Linked DNA regions of Cricetulus griseus: region 1 is linked to region 2. Evidence: chromatin contacts called from public Hi-C data. All regions are on one chromosome and are shown on one strand. The core of a region is the stretch at or near the end of the contact, and the rest is flanking DNA. Distances in the headings are between cores, read along the strand shown.

Evidence for each region. A called contact is a pair of places that touch in the nucleus more often than the background predicts.
Region 1: a contact with region 2 is called in a Hi-C map of the CHO-K1 cell line, with 4 times the contacts expected there. The contact joins the enhancer-like site here to the promoter of Tgfb3 in region 2. A contact is called at or near these places in 5 of 8 Hi-C or Micro-C datasets (the CHK-Q cell line, the CHL-YN cell line, the CHO-K1 cell line and 2 more).

Annotation. Positions count from the first base shown.
Region 1 is chr5:117,944,143-117,948,091 of CriGri-PICRH-1.0, reverse strand. All of the region lies in intron 9 of Ttll5 (tubulin polyglutamylase TTLL5), which reads left to right. Among named protein-coding and RNA genes, the nearest start is that of Ttll5, 44 kb to the left of the region's middle. Within about 2 kb of position 1,626, at least 2 of the 6 cell types and tissues checked have open chromatin away from gene starts, as enhancers often do. A contact at or near this core is called in the CHO-K1 cell line, where this site is marked.
Region 2 is chr5:117,724,336-117,728,139 of CriGri-PICRH-1.0, reverse strand. Tgfb3 (transforming growth factor beta-3 proprotein) reads right to left here and starts at 2,337. Exons shown (of 8, transcript XM_035445504.1): 1 at 1,146-2,337; 2 at 658-805. The coding sequence starts at 763.

The DNA of each region.
Region 1 (3,949 bases), core at 377-2,876, 220 kb before region 2:
TGCTTTGTGTAGACATAACTGAAGGTAATCAGTTTGGGATGAGATCACCAGGCTGCTTTACTTGGAGACGAGAAGGAAAACCATAATCTTTCCTAAAGAGACAGACCTGGAGGCAAAAATAATTAGTTTCCTTCTTTAGGCTTTTATACCCTGTCATTTTTGTTGGGAGTTTCAAAAATTAATGCTAGGAGACTGAAAGTTCACTTTATAGAGTTCATCGCATTGTGAAGTAGGTTATTTTGTGTAAATTCCCTTCCCTTTGAAACCTTTTCATTTGTCTTTGTTTTAGTCACACAAAAAGCAGACTGCTCACTGTTTATTTTATGTGTAGGAGTGTTTGCCTGCATATATATAAGTTCAGTGCTTGCAGAGGTAGAGGAGGGCATTGGATCCTCTTGAACTTAGAGAAGGGGCTGTCATGTGGGTGTTGGGAACTGAACCCACATGCTGTTAACCACTGAGCCATCTTTCCAGCTCCTTCTTACTGTTTCTTTTATGTAGGTAAATTCTTGAAGAGATATTAAAGTGAAATTGCCTATCTGGTCTGTCTCATGGTCCTGGTGGTCATGCTTCTGCTCTGTGTGCTATAGGATCCCTGTGCAGGCTCCTGCTGTAGGATCCCCGGGCAGGCTCCTGCTGTAGGATCCCCGTGCAGGCTCCTGCTCTAGGATCCCGGGGCAGGCTCCTGCTGTAAGTTCCTCGTGCAGGCTCCTGCTGTAGGTTCCCCCGTGCAGGCTCCTGCTGTAGGATCCCCGGGCAGGCTCCTGCTGTAGAGGCTCCTGCTGTAGGATCCCCGTGCAGGCTCCTGCTGTAGGTTCCCCATAGGAACCCTGTTCAGGCTCCTGTTGTAGGATCCCTGTGTAAGCTGCTGTTTTGAATGAGTAAAAAGGAGACCTTGCGTTTCTAGAGAGAGGGATGTTGTTCTCACCAAAATGGTGGCGATACATTTTTATGTCAGAAGTAGAATCCAAAAAGGCTTTGTTCTGGATTTTACAACTCTAGAAGGATCCAATCTGGGATATAAATGATTTGAGACAGTTCTTTTTGAGACAAAGCTAGTAGCCAAATTTGCACTGAAACAGGATTTCTTTTTTTTTTAAATAAAATGACACTGAGTTGAAAACCATATGTGTTGTCAGTGACTCAAAGGAAGGTAGCACAAGCTCATGAAAGTGTCCATGGGGAGCTCTGAGGGTGACACCCAGGTTGTGGTGGAAGTGGGAGGAGACTGAAAAGGCCTCTTGTAGTGCTGCCCATTTGCAGCTTTGCCATCCTCCTCCCCAGCCATATCGCCCAGTGGAACTGCAGAAAAGACCCCAAAGCATTTTGTAATGCCTTTCTTTCCTCTCCCACCCCCAGGCCCTTCTTCAGTAGCTTTGCTTGCTAATTAACACTGGCTCCGGGGGGATATTTACCTTTTCTGTGCTGGATTCCTGTGGTTTTGAAAGAATTCAGGTACTTGGCCATTGCCAAGGAATTCAGATTACCTCACAGGCTGCACACTGTCCAGAATCTGCCACAGCAGCAAATTGGGGGAAGAGACACCAGCAATGGGGAGAAGCCCGTCCTAGTCTCACTGTCACTTTCCCTGGCAGGCCCTTGCTGTTTGTGAAGTTTGAGTCATTTCTGGCTCTGAGGACAGGATCAGGCTGGTAATCCCCTCCCAGACGCTCTGCAGGGCGCTACCCAGTCACTGCAGCATTTGGCAGCTTCTCTGCTGCAGCTGGTTGACAGTAGATCAGAGCACTCTTGGGCCTCTTGTTCTCTTCCATAAGTTTTTTCTAGGTCAGGCTAGGATGAAACCAGTGGCTTCTGGCAAGGGTGCCTGAGGTGAAGTCTGATTGCCCAGGCCTCTCTGCTCAGGTCAGCTATGTCTGCTAAAGATAACTCCTGTGCCACTATTACAATCTCCTTTCTTTGTGCATTTGTTCTGAATGTAGAAAATGTATCTACCAAATTGAATACTTAACTCTTCTACATCTGGGCTCCATGACTGTGACCATAAGAATATATGCTGTCAGGTTCTTAGGGCCTTATACACTTTTTACAGGGAAGGGGAGTATGTAAGAGCTCACTGATTTTATTTTATTTTTGTGCTTGCTTCCGTATTGGTAAAGATTTTGAAACAAACAACTTAGATACACTTTCTAGTGATGTTTATAAGTACCCACCATAGATGCTTCTTGAATTACATCCCAACATAACCATAATCAGTTTGTTACCATTTATGGGTCTTGATAAACTCCGCCTCCCCGCCCCCCCAGTCCTTCAATACCCCACCCCCCATCAGTTAAAGAATTAAAAGACAGGAAAAAAAAAAACAAGAAAACACCTCATATATCCTGTACAACAAGTAGCAGCTGGGGAGATGTCAGACGCAGCCTCAGAATCAGCCTGTGAAGAAAGGCCTTTGTTAGGGGTGAGGTAACACATACAGCAAGGCTCATGCCCAGAAAGACCCTGCAGAGCCCAGCAGAGATGTGTAAAGCCAAAACCTGATCTCTTCTCAACGGCTGTGGGGTTTTAGGGTCTTTGAGGGGTCTTCCTCCCTGAATTTAGGGTTGGTCAGTTTGAACAAAGATAGGGAAGCTGATAGGCACCCCAGTTTGGGGTAAACATGTTCTGATCTTGCCTTGAACTCTAGGACCTTGAACTGTTAAACTCATCCACATCCTACCAGGTTCTAGTGGCAGAGGGAAAGGCTTGTAGGGCTTTTGTGCCTGGTCAGAAGTATTAGAAGGAAGCTAGAAGTTTGCTATCTTTGTTTCCTAGTCATAGCCTGTCTTCCTGTCTGTCTACCTATCAAGTGTATATGTCTAACTCTAGTCCCTCAAGTTGAAATTAGCATCAATTGGAAATGCATTTTTAAAAGATTTTTATTGTTTTTATTTTATGTGTAAATGCACTACATACATGCAGTGCTGGAGGAGGCCAGAAGAAAGATTCTGGGGTTATAGGTGGTTGTGAACTGCCATGTGGGTACTGAGAATTGAACCCAGGTTATCTAGAAGAGCAGCCAGTGCTCTTAATTGCTGAGCCTTTAATCTCCTCAGCCCCTGAAAATGCACTTAACATACCCAACCTGCCAGACACATTAGCTTAGCAATATGGTTTACCATTGCCTATCAGTAGTTACCCTCCTGATGGTGTGGGTGACTGGCTACAGCTTGGTAAACTGCCTAGGGTTACAGGATAGTACCAGTGCATATTACTAGTATGGGAAATGATCAACATTCAGAATTCAGAGTATGGTTTCTTCAGAATGCAGAGTATTCTTACACCATTGTAAAGTGGAAAGCTGTCGAACTTTCGTTTGAAGCCTCTTGTGTGTGCTTACTACCACAGTCCTTTCTTTAGTCGCATACTTGTATTTCAGAGAAATCATGATTCCAAGTGAGAAGCATTACAAAAGAGACAGTGTAGCTTTAAGACTTTGTTTTCAAAATAGATAACCCATATTTGTTTACAGATTGATATCTAAGAAAGTAAGACCCTTATCTTTTCTTGGCATAATGGTCAAAGCTATGAAATAGTGTTGTATGAGCTTTCTTAAGTCTTAGTATATTTTTTTAAATTACATTCATCTGTCTGTCTGTCTGTCTGTCTTTCTGTGTGTCTGTCTGTGTGCATATGCATCAAAGTGCACATATGAAGGTCAGAGGGCAGCCTGTGGGAATTGCTTCTCTCCTCCCTTGTGAGTCCCAGAGACCTAACTCACATCTTCCAGCTTGGCGGGTGAAGAAGTACCTTTTCTGGTTGAGCCATCTCTCTCTCTCTCTCTCTCTCTCTCTCTCTCTCTCTCTCTCTCTCTCTCTATGTCTCTCTCTGTCTCTCTGTCTCTGTCTCTCTGTCTGTCTCTCTCTCCCCTCCCTCTCTCTTCCCTCCCACTCTCACTCCCTCCCTCTCACCTCCCTTCCTCTCTCTCTTGAATAGCACTAATTCATGATTG
Region 2 (3,804 bases), core at 1,088-3,587:
ACGTATGTGGGAATATACATGCATTATTACCCTCCCCCTCTCAGCTCACGTGGGTCACGTGTGTGTGTGTGTGTGTGTGTGTGTGTGTGTGTGTGTGTGTGTGTTAGACTGAAGGGCTCAGGCTGCAAGAAGTTCATAATCTCATCTCGTCTGGGTTTCCAAAAACTTGACAAACAAATTTGGGGCAGATACTGTGCTTTCTGAGAGCTGGAAAACCAGAGCTGTGGCACAAGGATCTGGAAAAAGCTGAGAGAATATGGAGAGTCCAGACTCAGAAGACCATGAAGTTTTTTTTGGGGGGGGGCAACCAGCCCACCCCATGATGGAATCCATGTGCTTACAGTTAACCTCTATGGGCACATGTGTGAGAACATGTTTCCTTAGGTGGCAATATAATTCCAATATCCACCAAGCATGTGATAGGAGTTCAGAATGCCACTTGGCTCCAGGACTCCTGGCCTCTTGAAGTGCTTGGCTATTACCAGAATGTCTCCGTCTCCTTTCCCACCCACCTACCCAGCTGCAGCTGCAATGCCTGACCTCTGTAGAGAACCCTGGGGCACTCTGCTGTGTAACCACCACCAGCCCCCCTCTGTGGAACTCCCATTTCCAGTTCATCCCCTCCAGAGTAGACACCCAGCAAGCGTTTGGACTTACTGTGCTCCGCCAGCCCCTGGATCATGTCGAATTTATGGATCTCTTTGGCATAGTACTCCGACTCAGTGTTCTCCTGAGTGCAGCCTTCCTCCCTCTCCCCGTGCATCTCTTCCAGCAACTCCCGGGTGCTGTTGTAAAGTGCCAGGACCTGATAGGGGACGTGGGTCATCACCGATGGCTCAGGGGGACTGGTGAGCCTGAGCTTGCTCAAGATCTGTCCCCTAATGGCTTCCACCCTTTTCTTCTTGATGTGGCCGAAGTCCAAGGTGGTGCAAGTGGACAGAGAGAAGCTTACTGTGGCCAAGTTCAGTAGGGCCAGGACCACCAGAGCCCTTTGCAAGAGCATCTTCGTGTATGAGCCCAGGAGCGAGGCCAGGGGGTGGGGGAGGCCTGGCAAGGAGGAGACCCCAGTAGAAAGAGGGAGGAAAACCAGGCGTCCTCCCCAGATCCCAAAGACTGAGGCTTGGCAAGAGGGTGCATGAACTCACTGCACTGTGAGGGCTTCAGGACTCCCAGGAAGCGCTGGCTGTCCCAGGACGAAGTAGCGGACTGTGGGCGATGTAGCGCTGGGATTCTTGTCCATATGTCTAAACAGGTTCTGCTGGGCTCTGGCTCCCAGCAGGCCAGGTAGAGGGCAAGCCGAGGTTTGGGAGGGGTGGCAGGGCAGCTGGGAGTGAGCTGGAGTTTTTCCTTAGGTAAAAATAAATAGAGCGGATATCTGATATTGCCAAACGCTGCTTGGTGATGAGGAGAAAGTGGGTATTTTAAAGAAAGTGCAGAAGGGCCATGGCTGGGTCCCCCAAATCAGAATCTTTGCCTTGCCCGGAAGAAGAATAAGAAAAGAGAATGGAAAAGAAAAAATGTTTAAAAAAAAAATCACCAGTGGGTATGTAGGGAGAGGCAGGGCTGGGCAGCCGCAGGCCCAGCTAAAGGTGGGGGCAGTGCAGGACACACTTGTCTCCATTCATGCTTTCCCTTTTGTTTACACTTCCTCGGGGGTTTTCTAAATGGCTCTGTTCACGCTGCCTCTCCTCTTCATTGGCTGGGATGAGAGATTATGTGCAATGGCAAGCAGAGAGGACAGGCCTCTTGGAGACAGCTCGGATAATCCACTTGGACCCACAGTCACCAGCATCTTAGCTTGTCTTCTCCCTCGGCCATGGCTTCTGTCCCTTGCTTCTCTTTTGGGGTTGGGGGGGGATCAAAAGGCAAAGAAAATAGAAGCCGATTCACCGCAGCTGACTCCGGAAAGCGTTATTCCTTCCTCCGCAAGCCTCTTCTCATTTCGTGTCTTGCCTCTCTGTGGCTCAGTCCCCTACACTCGGCCCTCTCCTTCCCTCCCTTTCTCTTTCCCCTTCTCTCTCTCCCTCTCCTCCCTCTCTCTCTCTCTCTCACACACACACATGCACACACACTGCTTTCTCTATTTCTCTCTGCTGAAATTTTATACCTCCCTCCCATGACGTCTCGGCCTGGGGTGGGGGAGGGAGGGAGGGAGGGACCAGCGCACGCAGCCTCTCTCGCTACACGGTTTTAATGTTTTAAACAGGCACAGGAAAAGCCGAGCCCATTTGAAAAATACTTTGCGAGTCCTCTGGTTCGACGTGGTAACTGAACTTTTTTTCCCCTCCTCTTGGAGTCATTCCTGCTACACGTTGGCTGTTTTTCTGGAAAGTTACTCCCGAGCCCCCTCCCTCCTGCTACCCCGGCCCCTGTGCGCCGGGGCCAGCTGTCAGTCCCCGCTCTCCGCCCCGCTCTCTTGCCTCCCCGCGACCCCGATCGCCCCCGGGCCGGGCCGGGGACACACACAAGGTCTGCGAGGGGAGTGGAGCCGGGCGGCAGGGCCACTCTCTCCAGGCCCGAGGGTGGAACCCGGCTCGGCCGCGATCCTGGCTGCGGTTCTTCATTGACCATCCGGGAGCCGGGCGGCTGCAGCTTGGATAAACGATGGCGCTTTCCGGAAGGCCGAGGGTGCCCTCTGGCGAGGCCGGGCCGCCAGTGACGGAGGCTCGGTGGCTCGGTCCGGTGGGACTGCGAGCACCACTAGATCCTGCGGTCCCTTCCCGGACGACTCAGCACCTGGCCCCAGCCCATTTCCCAGCCGGATTTCTAGGTCCCCCCGTGCTCCCACCCCCCACCATGAGCAGCTTAAGTCAGGCCAGACCCAGACCGAGCTGCCCATTTTCTTCCCACATCTCATCATAGCCTTCCTGGACCCTTTCCGAGAGGCCAGGCTCAGAAGTCTCCATTGAAGGGATGTCAATTACAATTACAATTATGGAAACTGAGGCACAATTCACGTTTTTTTCAAAGTCACACTTCGTGTGGGTAGTGGAGATGTCTATCACAGGCTGTCTAATCAGAAAAGGCATTATTTTTAACTTGTAGCTTGGCAGACTATGAGGAGATCTAGGTTACAGAGACCTTAAAAAATGATTTCTTTAAGGTCACATAGCTCTTAGGTGTCAATACCACCATTCGGGCCTTGCCTGTTCATTGCCAGTTTCTACTTTGCTATGTTTGCTTCTGCAATTTGAGAAATAGATTTTTTTTTCAAGGCATTGTTTCTCTGTGTAGCCCTGGCTGTCCTGGAACTTGCTCTGTAGAGCAGGCTGGTCTCAAACTCAGAGATCTACCTGGTTCTGCCTCCTGAGTGCTGGGATCAAAGGTGTGCACCACCACCATTAGGTTGAGAAATAGATTTTTTTAAAGAAGTGTGTGTTGTGTGTGTGTGTGTGTGTGTGTGTGTGTGTGTGTGTGTGTGTGTGTCCATGTCCATGTGAACTTGTGTGAAGGTACTGTTGGAAGCCAGACAAGGGCAGCCATTCCTCTGGAGCTGGAGTTAGAGCTGCCTAGCACAGATGCTGGGAGTCCAGCCCTGGTCTTCTGCAAGGGCAGTGTGTGCTCTTAATTGCTGACACCTCTCCAGCCCTGAAGGATAGCCTTGGTGTCTACTACATGCCCTGCTCTGTTCTAGGCACTGAGGATAAGTCAATGAACAAAACAGAACTTGCTTTTATGGAATTTGCATTTCCCAATGGGGAAAGGATGGTAAAACATTAAATATATATGATGGGACAGGGTAGGGGAAGGAGAGTGCCCAGATTGGGGGATGTTGAAATTTAAAATGAAGTGACAACACAGGAG